Regions from separate parts of the Sus scrofa genome. Here region 2 is linked to region 1. Evidence: chromatin contacts called from public HiChIP or PLAC-seq data. All regions are on one chromosome and are shown on one strand. The core of a region is the stretch at or near the end of the contact, and the rest is flanking DNA. Distances in the headings are between cores, read along the strand shown.

Region 1 (5,053 bases), core at 1,754-4,253:
AAGACAAATCAGAAAAAAAAAGAGGGATGCTACAGGATCAGTGGCATCTCTGGCGCGCTGGGATTCAGGTTCAATCCCTGGCCTGGCACAATGGGCTAAGGATCATTTCTGCAGCTGTGGCATGGATCACAACTGCTGTTCAGATCCCTGGGCCAGGAAATACACATATCACAGGGTGGCCAAGACAGAAAAAAAAAAAGGAAAGAAGGGGATACTGTGAAAAATAAAATTCCTGTGCCCCCCAGCTTACAAATACTATTTGAAGTAACCAACCCTAGAGGTGTAGAGTGTAAACTTTTCAGAAATTTTCCTTGACATACCATACATATAAATATGTAATAAGCTGAACCATATGAAATCATCATTCTTGGAAGTTTGGAATGTCCTTCCCTTTCAGTTCTTCTGAGGGAAGTCTGTCCACCTTCACAGTCTGCCTGTAATGCCACTTCTCTGTTCTCCCTGCCCCAGCAAAGGCAGTGTTTGTAAGGAAACCACATACTTTCAAGTTGACACACCTGCATTTGAATCCCCATCACCTCCACTTGCTAGCTCTGGAAACTGAGGCAAATTACCTGGCTTCTCTTAGCCTCAGTTTTTCTCATCTGAAAAATGGAATGTAATCATTTGGTTCTGCCTAGAATATTGGGGAGGGTGTGGAGGTCCATAGCTAGAAGGAAAGTTTGTTTATTAGCAGATCAGGCTTGTATAGAGCTTATATAAAGCATTCTTTAATCTTAAGTCACTGTGAGTTATACCCTGAGAAGGCCAAGACTGACCCAGTCTTTATAGAATCCACTCAGATGAGCTTCCAATAGCTTTGGGTTTCTTTTTCATCATTTCTACAGGTTATTTTCCCATTTCTCTGTCCCCCCCATGGGATCCGTGCTCCATCGAGGAAGGGATGTGTACATTGCCAGAGGGAGAGATATTTACAGAAAATACAAACCTTTCTGTTGACCTATAGCACTATTATATTTTTTAAAATCTCTGTACTCTGTATAACCAGCCAATGGAAGTGAAAGGTAAGAAGCCAAGGAGCTTAAGAGGAAAACTATATTCTCCCACAGAGAATGCTTATGCTGAAGTGTTGGAAATAATATCTGTAAAGTTCCTGGAATATTAACAACATTATAAATGAGCCATTAAAAAACCTTAATATTCACAGATTCTCCTCTTCCTCTTGTGTATAACAAAGAGAAGCCTGTCTTTGGCTGAAGAATCCCCAACTTAAGTCAAGGGTGATGGAGGAGGAGGAAGATAAATGAAAGCTTAGAGGCTCAATTTACAGTAAAAAGCAGAGTGGGTTACTAAGGAGAATGAATTTTCAGTGGGAATAGAACCGCCAACGGCTACATCTGAGAGTCTGGGAAAATTCCAAGAGATAAAACAGGAGCTGACATCATCTGTTGTGCAATGCAGCATGAGGGAGGGAGGGAGACAGAAATTGGGAAAGATGATTTTAAAGAGTTTTCTTATATTTGAATATAAGCCCATATTGCCATTTTCCAGGATCTGGAAAAAAAATCCAAATGGATCAATTATTTTCTTTTTTCTTTTTCTTTTTTTTTTTTTGTCTTTTTGTTATTTCTTTGGGCCGCTCCCTCAGCATATGGAGATTCCCAGGCTAGGGGTCTAATGAGAGCCGTAGCCACCAGCCTACACCAGAGCCACAGCAATACGGGATCCAAGCCGCGTCTGCAACCTACACCACAGCTCACGGCAACGCCGGATCGTTAACCCACTGAGCAAGGGCAGGGACCGAACCCGCAACCTCATGGTTCCTAGTCGGATTCGTTAACCACTGCGCCACGACGGGAACTCCTGGATCAATTATTTTCTGATGACATTGTGCTGAGATAGGCCCAGCTTTATCCAGCTCCATTAATAATAAATATAATGACAATTTCTCTGGAGCCCAGAACATCTCCCTTGAAGTTTTAGTATTGTGCTGACATTATTATGACGTGTCATGCAGTAAAATTGGCCCTGAGTGCATCTATCTCCCTTACCAGTTTATAAACAGGCCCTTTGAAGGTAGGACTTATGTCTTAATCAGCTTTGTGTCTTGCGCTACATCCAGCTTCCAGTCACTGTTAATGAATTACCAAGTAAAAGTTCAAAAATTAGTGTGAGGAGTTCCCCTCCTGGCTCAGCAGAAAGGAATCTGACTGGTATCCATGAGAAAGCAGGTTCCATCCCTGGCCTCGCTCAGGTGGGTTAGGGTTCCAGCATTGCCATGAGCTGTCTGGTGCAGGTTGCAGACACCGCTTGGATCTGGGGTGTTGCTTTGGCATAGGCCTGGGGCTACAGCTCCAATTCAATCCCTAGCCTGGGAACCTCCATATGCCGCAGGTGCGGTGCTAAAAAGGAAAAAAAAGAAAAATGTGTGAAATGAATGCATGAATGATGGATAAATGGAAGTGAATTTAAATTTTTTTTTTTTTTTTTTTTTTTTTTTTTTAGTTTAGGGCTGCGCCTGCAGCATATGGAAGTTCCCAGGCTAGGGGTCGAATGGGAGCTGCAGCTGCTGGCCTACACCACAGCCACAGCAACCCTGGATCCTTAACCCACTGTGGGAGGCCAGGGATTGAACCCACGTCCTCATGGATACTAGCGGGGTTTGCTACCGCTGAGCCACTACGAGAACACCTAAAAGGCAATTTCTTTAGCAATGTGTACGACAGCACTGTCTTCTGGCCCACAACCTGATGGGCTCTGTGAGGGGTCCTGGTCCTCATTTTATCCCCAATATATGCACTATGCTAAGCACATAATAAGCGTTGGAGTAATTATTATATCCCCTCGAATGAGGATTTAAATGCACCAGGAATAGAAGAAGGCAAAGCAATCTAAGGCCAAATGGAAGTGAGCTGCCTTGGCGAGGCTGCTGTACCGGGTGAATGGTACAGAACAGGAATCCCCAGAAAACCCCTGGGAACCGCGGGTAAGCGGGGGCGCCCGTCTCTCCTCCGCGGCGGTAGGTGGCGCTGTGGCCAGACGCGGCCCCCAGGTCCTCGCGGTGCCGCTCTCCGGACCGGGTGGGGAGTTGGCGGAGGGACCTGCGTCCGGCCCGCTTCGGCATCCTTTCTGGCCTGCTGTCTCTCCTTGGCTGCCTGTGCGCTCGGTTCGGCACCATGGGAAAGCGGGACAATCGGGTGGTGAGTACTCTGTTGGGGAAACAATGAGGCGACACAGGGCCCGGCGGCAGAAGCACGGGACCCCTCGCTCTTCCCAACTGGGCCTGAGAGCGGCGGCGCTCGGACCTCGGGCGGGGAGACCCAGCTCCCTCCACCCGCACCGGCCCGAGACGCGCGTGCGCCGCGCACGCAGTTGGCGCCTTTGGGCCCCCTGTGCCCTTTCCTTTTCTTTCTTGTCTCTTTTTACTCTACGCCCCGTTTGCCCGGCCGCATCTTCTGGCAGTGCTCTCCAGCATCCTTCCTTCCCGGACTCGGGTCAGCAGTGCCCAGTTTCTAGAGCCGCGAGGGTACCCTGTTCCTTCCTATAAATGAGTCCAAAGTCGGAGGCCCTTGGAGACACCAGAACTTGCTCCCTTGGCCTCCACCGGGATCGCTCACCCTATCTCCGCGCCATTCTCGTGTGCATCCAGGTGGGATGGAGGCGCAGAGGTCTTAGACTTGGCCCCTACGCGGGGGCGGTGCGGGAACCTGCACCGAGCCCAGTTCGAGCGGCAGGCAGGCTCCCGTTGGAGAACCAGGATCGAAACGTTTGGCTTCGTGCCCCAGCGCCCTGCTAGGCCCTGTGTGGGAATGAATGGCATGACTCTGGAATCAGGCACAGACTGGTATGTCAGGTTTAGTCCCTCGTGAGTTGGGTGACCTAGGATAAAGTTGCTTTTCTTCTCTGAGTCTTAGTTTCTTCATATTAAGAGGGGATCATTGCTGTTCATAATTTTGCAGAATAGTGGAGACTGCAAAAGGCAAGGTGGCCAGGAAAGTGCTTGGCGTGAAAGTTCTTAGTGTAGCAAATGAGATAAAAGATACACAGAAATAACTGATGGCAGAAGTAAGAAATCCTATCTGATGGAGATTCGAAGTTCAGAGGGCGTTTTGTCAGGCGCAGGTAGGAGAAAGGGATTCTAGATGATAGACTACTTGGTTTGGAATGTCCAGGTTATGAATCAGATTGGATGGGCTGTAAACATAAGAGATTAGCAGTAAGCTTAGGTTGCAGCCCTATACTTCTTAGGCTTGGCTGTGATAGAGTTTTAAACCACTGAGCAGCAAGACCAGATTGGAAGCCCACCTGTGACCTGCGTCGCAGCTTGCAGCAATGTTGGATCTTTAACCCACTGAGCAAAGCCAGGGATGAAACTCGCACCCTCATGGGATACTACTTGGGTTCTTAATCTGCTGAGCCACAACAGGAACTTCAGGGAGCTTTCCTTTTATGAAATACTTCCTATCTTCAAAATGTTTGTTTTAATTTTATAATTTTTATTATATTCCTCATAATCAAGGATGTCTAGGAAGCACAGTGGTGAACTTTAACTACAAGGTTGAGGAATGTTTTTTTCTACTCTTCCTGGCTGTAGGTCAGACCTTAATGGTGTTTTGAAATGGTCTGCTGGAGCTTAAGATGTTAAGTTTTAATGACCTTAGGCCTTAAGTGTTTAAAAATCAATGGACTTTGGGTACAGTTTTCATGCAGAGGCCTAAGATGTTTTGTTTTGCTGGCAAAAAGTGTTGGTTTAAACATCCTTTTAAAAAACATTTGAAAAACTTCAAATTAGCTTTATGTGTTAGAGCATTTTGATAATAACTGGGCGGCTCTGTCGCTCTACTTATTACTTGCTGTGTTGTTGTGGCACAGGGTGTTCTGGTAACATTTTAAATGCACTTGAAAGGTTGTGGAAAGGAAAAGAGGAAATTAAGAAGTTAAAAGACATAGATCTCTAATTCAGTCTCAAGGAGAAGATGTAACTGTTTAAACTGGGGCCAAAAAAAACCCACAAAATACCTTGGGTCATCTGATATTTAGTTCAGTACATCATAACTTGATTTTAAATAAAATGGACATTTGCCTCTGAAAATAA
Region 2 (5,053 bases), core at 1,320-3,819, 260 kb before region 1:
TTTAAATAAATTTCTCATTTCTTAAAGTGTTATAAATTATAGACCAGAATTTAAAATAATATTTTTATTTTAGTGAAAACATTTACAGATATTTGATATAAAATGTTCACACACAGAATATATCTCTTATGTGACACTAAGAAAACTTTTAAGGTAAGCTACAACATCATATCTAGAGATAATTCCATGAATTCCAATTTTTTAAAAACTCTAAGATGATTTGCAGCTTTAGAATACTGGAGATGCGGTGTGAAAATATGGGCACAAATCCTGAATGCCATGTTTTCATTCATCGAATACTCCTAAACAAAGGAGTCGGAATTGGGTTCACAGTTTATAAACTTTGCGCAAATTTTGTTATGATAACCTGTTACCCACAGAGGAAGTTATCTATAAACAAAACAATCTGGTGTTTACTAATTTTATGCAATCCATTGTAAAACTTCCTGATCTCAAGTTTTAACCAACTTGGAGTTAATGTGATCCATAACCAGGGAGAGTGACCAATGATAAATTAACAGTATCAGAGTAAGCACATGACATAAAGAGAGGTAGCACTCAGTATTAACATATGTAATTAAATAAAGTTTCATTGTTGTAGACATTGCCCAAGTGATCTGGTAATCTAAATCATGGAGCTTCTAATCCATCTGTGGTGGTTGTCAAATCCAGTAATTAAAAATGCAACCCAGTGTAGAAAGACATTTTTTCTGTTAATTTAAAAGATACTATAGCTTAATATTTTTAAACAAATTATTTACTCAAATTCTTAGAATCATTTGCTGTTTCCTAGGACTATTTATTGACAGTTATTTCTGAATTACATAAATGTGTTAATTGCCAGCAAGTAAATCTTGTTTTAAAAAACACTGACAAGTGTGAGCAATTATCAAAATGGAGGATTCCCATTTGTTCCTCATTTAAAGTCTAATTGGTGATTTGTAATAATCCAGTATTGTATATAAATACAAAATCCAGCAATTTGCTTTCTTAAGTCTATAAGGTATAGGATATTGTAGATAATTTTACACATTATCTGAACAGAATTTTGTTCAGAAATTGGATTTCATTTTAGAAGATATGCTTCTAAGGACAAAGTATATTTTATGAATTATCTAGAGCATAAAAACCACAATTATTCATTTTTAGTTTTTAAGAAAAATTATTATAATTCAGTGCAAAATATTTGCCAATGGAAATGCAACAGTTTTTATTTACCTAACTTGTTACTTCACACTGCAGTATAGAATTAATTTTATAAAGGCAAAATTTTGATGTACTATGAAATTAGCAACACGGTTTAATTCAAAAAGTCAAAAAAGATTTATAGAATAATATTTTCAATTCCAACAGAATTTTGTTGGGTTTTAATTTTTCCACAGAGCACTGAAATAAATAAAATTTTTTAGGCTTTGCATTAAAGATGTTTTAAAAAGTTTCAAGTATTTTACAGAAAGAGATTTTGGACAATACTGAAATTTTTTCCTAAAAACAGCTATTTTAAGGTTTGTTTTACTTCATTGTAGAAAGTCTAGAAGACTTTTCTTTTTCTCCAAAATCTCATTTTCACCTGAAATAATTGTATTCAGGTTTTCTCAGCAGGTAAAATATGCATTCTTACAAGGTTTCAAATTTCAGAATTCCAATAATGCATTTCAACTGAGCACCCACCGAATTGTGTTCTGTGTGTGTGTGTGTGTGTGTGTGTTATCTTGCAGTTCTGTTATTTACAATCAATTTTAGGCTTCTTAGCTCCCCAGAAATACCTCAGTGAACCCTCAACAGTTGCTAGCCACTTAATAATTGTGAACCGGCCAGCCCCATCAAGTAGATCGTTAACCACAAAAGTGCCTGACAATTTCCAAATCATATTCTCTGTCCAAAAGGAAGAGATAGGGCTTGGTGAGGCCGAAAGGAAGCGAAGGACAACAAAACAAATGCAGTTCATGCTGAAAGTGAAAAGTGCTTTGGACAGATTAGTATTTTCTTTTCTACAAGGCGTCCTGCCAATTTTTTTTTTTTAATAGAGAAGAGTTATTTTTTTGGTCTGATTTTTCAGTTTCTTGGAAAGTGTCGCTTTTACCCTCCCTACAGACCTTCATAATTACTGTTGGTTGTTCTGTTTTTCCCATCCGTTTGCATCATAGACTGCCGATACCCCCACCTCACTCTGTCAAAACCCCAACTCCGGGCGACCCTGGATTTGGTAACTCCACCGACTCCCGACGACACATTCCACTCTCCCTCTCACGCCTTTTATTTTAGTCGCAAGATCCCCACTCCAGTGGCAGTGAAAGCCGGAAATTTTCATTTAACTCCCCCCCTCCCTTCTTCGCCCCCTACTCGGAGCGGAGAGCTAGGGGGCCAGGAGGTTCCGAGCACAGCCGGGTCTCGGCCGCCTCCCCTCTCTCCGGAAGGCTTTAATTTGCACACTTGCTTGCCACTGCGCGGCGAGCCCCCAACCTAGCTGCGGCGGGGAGGGTCTCGGCGGAGTCGGCCTCCCGGCCCCCCAGCCCCGCCCCGCTGCCTCCGCCGCCTCCCCAACTCGGGCCCCTAGCGCGGGCCGGAGCCCCGCGGCCCCCGTCCGCCCCCAGCGAGCGGCGCGGGCGGCGCCCTCCGCCGTCCCTCCGCCCTCCGCCGCAGTGCCCACCCCCTCGCCGGAGAGAGGGCTGGTGACTTCTTCCTCCGAGCCGAGTTACCTGCTCCGCGCCGCGGTGGACACGTGCGAAGGTCGTACTGACACCCGCAGCCCCCTCGCGAAGCCCGAAGCGGCGAGGCCCATCAGGTGAGGAGCTGTGCTCTCGGGTGGGTGGGCTGCTGGGTGGGGGGTCCCCAGGGGAGATTTCGGGGCTTGGCGGGGGTCCGAAGCGAGGGTGGGTAGGGGCGACGGGTGCGGAGGAGGGGTGGTAGGTTTTCGGAATCCACTTTAGTTAACCCCTTACAACCCGAGGCGGACTTGTTACGGGGGCCAGTTTGGGGGCGCAAAAGTTTCTCCTAATCTGGCTAAGAGGGGTATATCCCACACGAGGGACACCCCCCTAACGCCGAGATCCTGTGCTTGATCCCGCATAGCCTTGCGCACAAACACCCACACAAACACTTCTTATCCGGTTTCTTCAAACGGAACTCAAACTCCACCTGGAAACTCACATAATAACCCACATTTAGGATTTAAAGTGCATGCTTTTGGAGACTCGATGCGGGGGGATGTTTGGGTGCCCTATATTTATTTCACCACGAAAGCTCGCCCTCCATCTCGCTGACCCTGTGGGTGGGGGCTTCACCTTTCCCACCGTGAGATAAATGTTAACGCAGACTTTTTGCTGGCAACCACTGCGGGCGTTTAGGCACATTTAGAGGAGTGCACGCAGGCGCCCGGCGCCCGGGCTGGGAGCCCCGCAATGATGCACGCTTGCTTTGGTTTCCCAATTTACTCTCCTAATTTAAAATATTGAAGTTAAAATGCACGCCCCGGGTGAGCACCTTCGGGCCCAGCACTGCGCCGGTCATTGTGCACGTGGGAGCATCTGCGTGTGCGCACACGCGGGAGTCGTGGTCCCCGGTGCGGCCTCTTGTCGCTGCGCTGGTGGCGACCCTTGCGGTGCTTGGCAGGCTTGGAGAGAGGCACATGAAGGATTTCATTGAGTGTGAAGACAGAGAGCAGAGACAGAAAGCAGAAGGAGGCGGCTGCAGCCTTTGTAGTCGCGGAGGAATGCGGAAATGTTGAAGCACTATGTCAAACTATTTTGAAATGGGGTCAAGTCACATTCAGCCAGCGTGGGAAAGCAACAACAACAACAAAAAAAAGTGGAGGAGAGCGGGGGGGAAAGGCACTGCTGCTCCCGTTTCTCTCCGCCGGAGCCGACCGTCCGGAGAGCGAGGGGGGAGAGCGGAGGCGGGCGGTGCGGGGCCAGGCGGGGGCAGCGGGCTCAGTTCCCTGCGGGGGTGGGACGTCCCCGACGCTTCCTTCGCTGCTGAGCGGCGGGCAGGACTGGGGCGGGGAGGGGGGCCACGGGAGGGGCGGGCCGCTCAGTCTGCGGCTGCTCCTGCGCTACCTGTGTGGCCCTTGTCCTGGCTCAGACCGCGGTGCTGGCTCTGGGGGCTTGTTCCTCGGCTCCCCCCAGGCTTCGCCTTCACCTTTTAAGGAGAGTTTTGAGTAGAGTGAGTGTGAAGGACTCTGTCTTCGCTGCTGTTCCCTCCGCCTGCATACTGTGGGGGTTGTAGAGTTTGTTTCTTTAATTCCTGGCAGAAGGCAAGGGCGCCAGCGGTGGCGGGGCAGGTAATTCCGAGGTGCCCCGGGAATTTCGGACACGCGGCGGGAGTGTCGAATGTCCGGCCGAGGCCAAAACAGCAGTGGGGAGGAGGTTCCCTAGGCCCTGGATGGCAGCTCAAGGGGAAGGAAACCCCCCCTTTTGTTGTGGGGATTCCGGGGGGCCACTGGCTGCTGACTCGACCCGGCCTTGAGCCGAAAGGGGAATGGAGCAGCCACCTCTGCTACCTACGTTGGGGGCGACCCTGGGAATGGGGAAGGGTTCGCGAGTCCTGGCCGAAGGGTGCAGCCTCTTCTCACTTTGCTCTGGAGGCTCAGCACTTACCACCCCCCCTTTTAAGGGGGGGTCTAAGTTTTGCTCAGGTTTCAGTCGGTTGAAAATTTCAAGGCGAGTCACGGTTATGCTGCCTTCCTTCTGGAGTTGTTCTCCAAGGAGACGATAAGCAAAGTGCTGCAAACACCTCTTTCTCCCACTCTTAGGGTCTCCTGGGCTACTCCCCTTTCGGGGCCCCATCCCTCACCCACCCCCAAGTAGCGGGAGCCCCAGCCCTCCCCGACCTGATGGGTTTCCACCGGGGAGGTCCTCCGAGTCAGAGGAAGAATTCTCTTTCCAACCAGTCTCCTTTGCCCCAAAAAGACCATTTGTGTGTGCTAGTGGTTTTTAAATATCTCTTCGTCGAAAAACTGAAAGTAGAAAGAAAGGAAACAATTTCGGAACAGATGTCTGACCACCCCTTCTCGCACACTCCCAGCATCGGGTTACAGGGTCCGGGGAGCCCCCAC

Evidence for each region. HiChIP or PLAC-seq counts read pairs in DNA pulled down with a chosen protein or histone mark.
Region 2: an H3K27ac HiChIP or PLAC-seq map of alveolar macrophages shows a contact between it and region 1, with 12 times the contacts expected there. The contact joins the promoter of CDK6 here to the promoter of FAM133B in region 1. A contact is called at or near these places in 2 of 5 promoter capture datasets (fetal liver and liver), 2 of 47 Hi-C or Micro-C datasets (embryonic fibroblasts and mesenteric adipose tissue) and 2 of 2 datasets of contacts at active chromatin or transcription factors (alveolar macrophages and skeletal muscle).

The regions. Positions count from the first base shown.
Region 1 is chr9:72,501,772-72,506,824 of Sscrofa11.1, reverse strand. FAM133B (protein FAM133B) reads left to right here and starts at 3,003. Exons shown (of 11, transcript XM_005667601.3): 1 at 3,003-3,158. The coding sequence starts at 3,135.
Region 2 is chr9:72,763,147-72,768,199 of Sscrofa11.1, reverse strand. CDK6 (a long non-coding RNA gene) reads left to right here and starts at 2,569. Exons shown (of 8, transcript XR_002347034.1): 1 at 2,569-2,785. It overlaps LOC102161391 (a long non-coding RNA gene), which reads left to right. Exons shown (of 3, transcript XR_002347038.1): 3 at 1-1,378.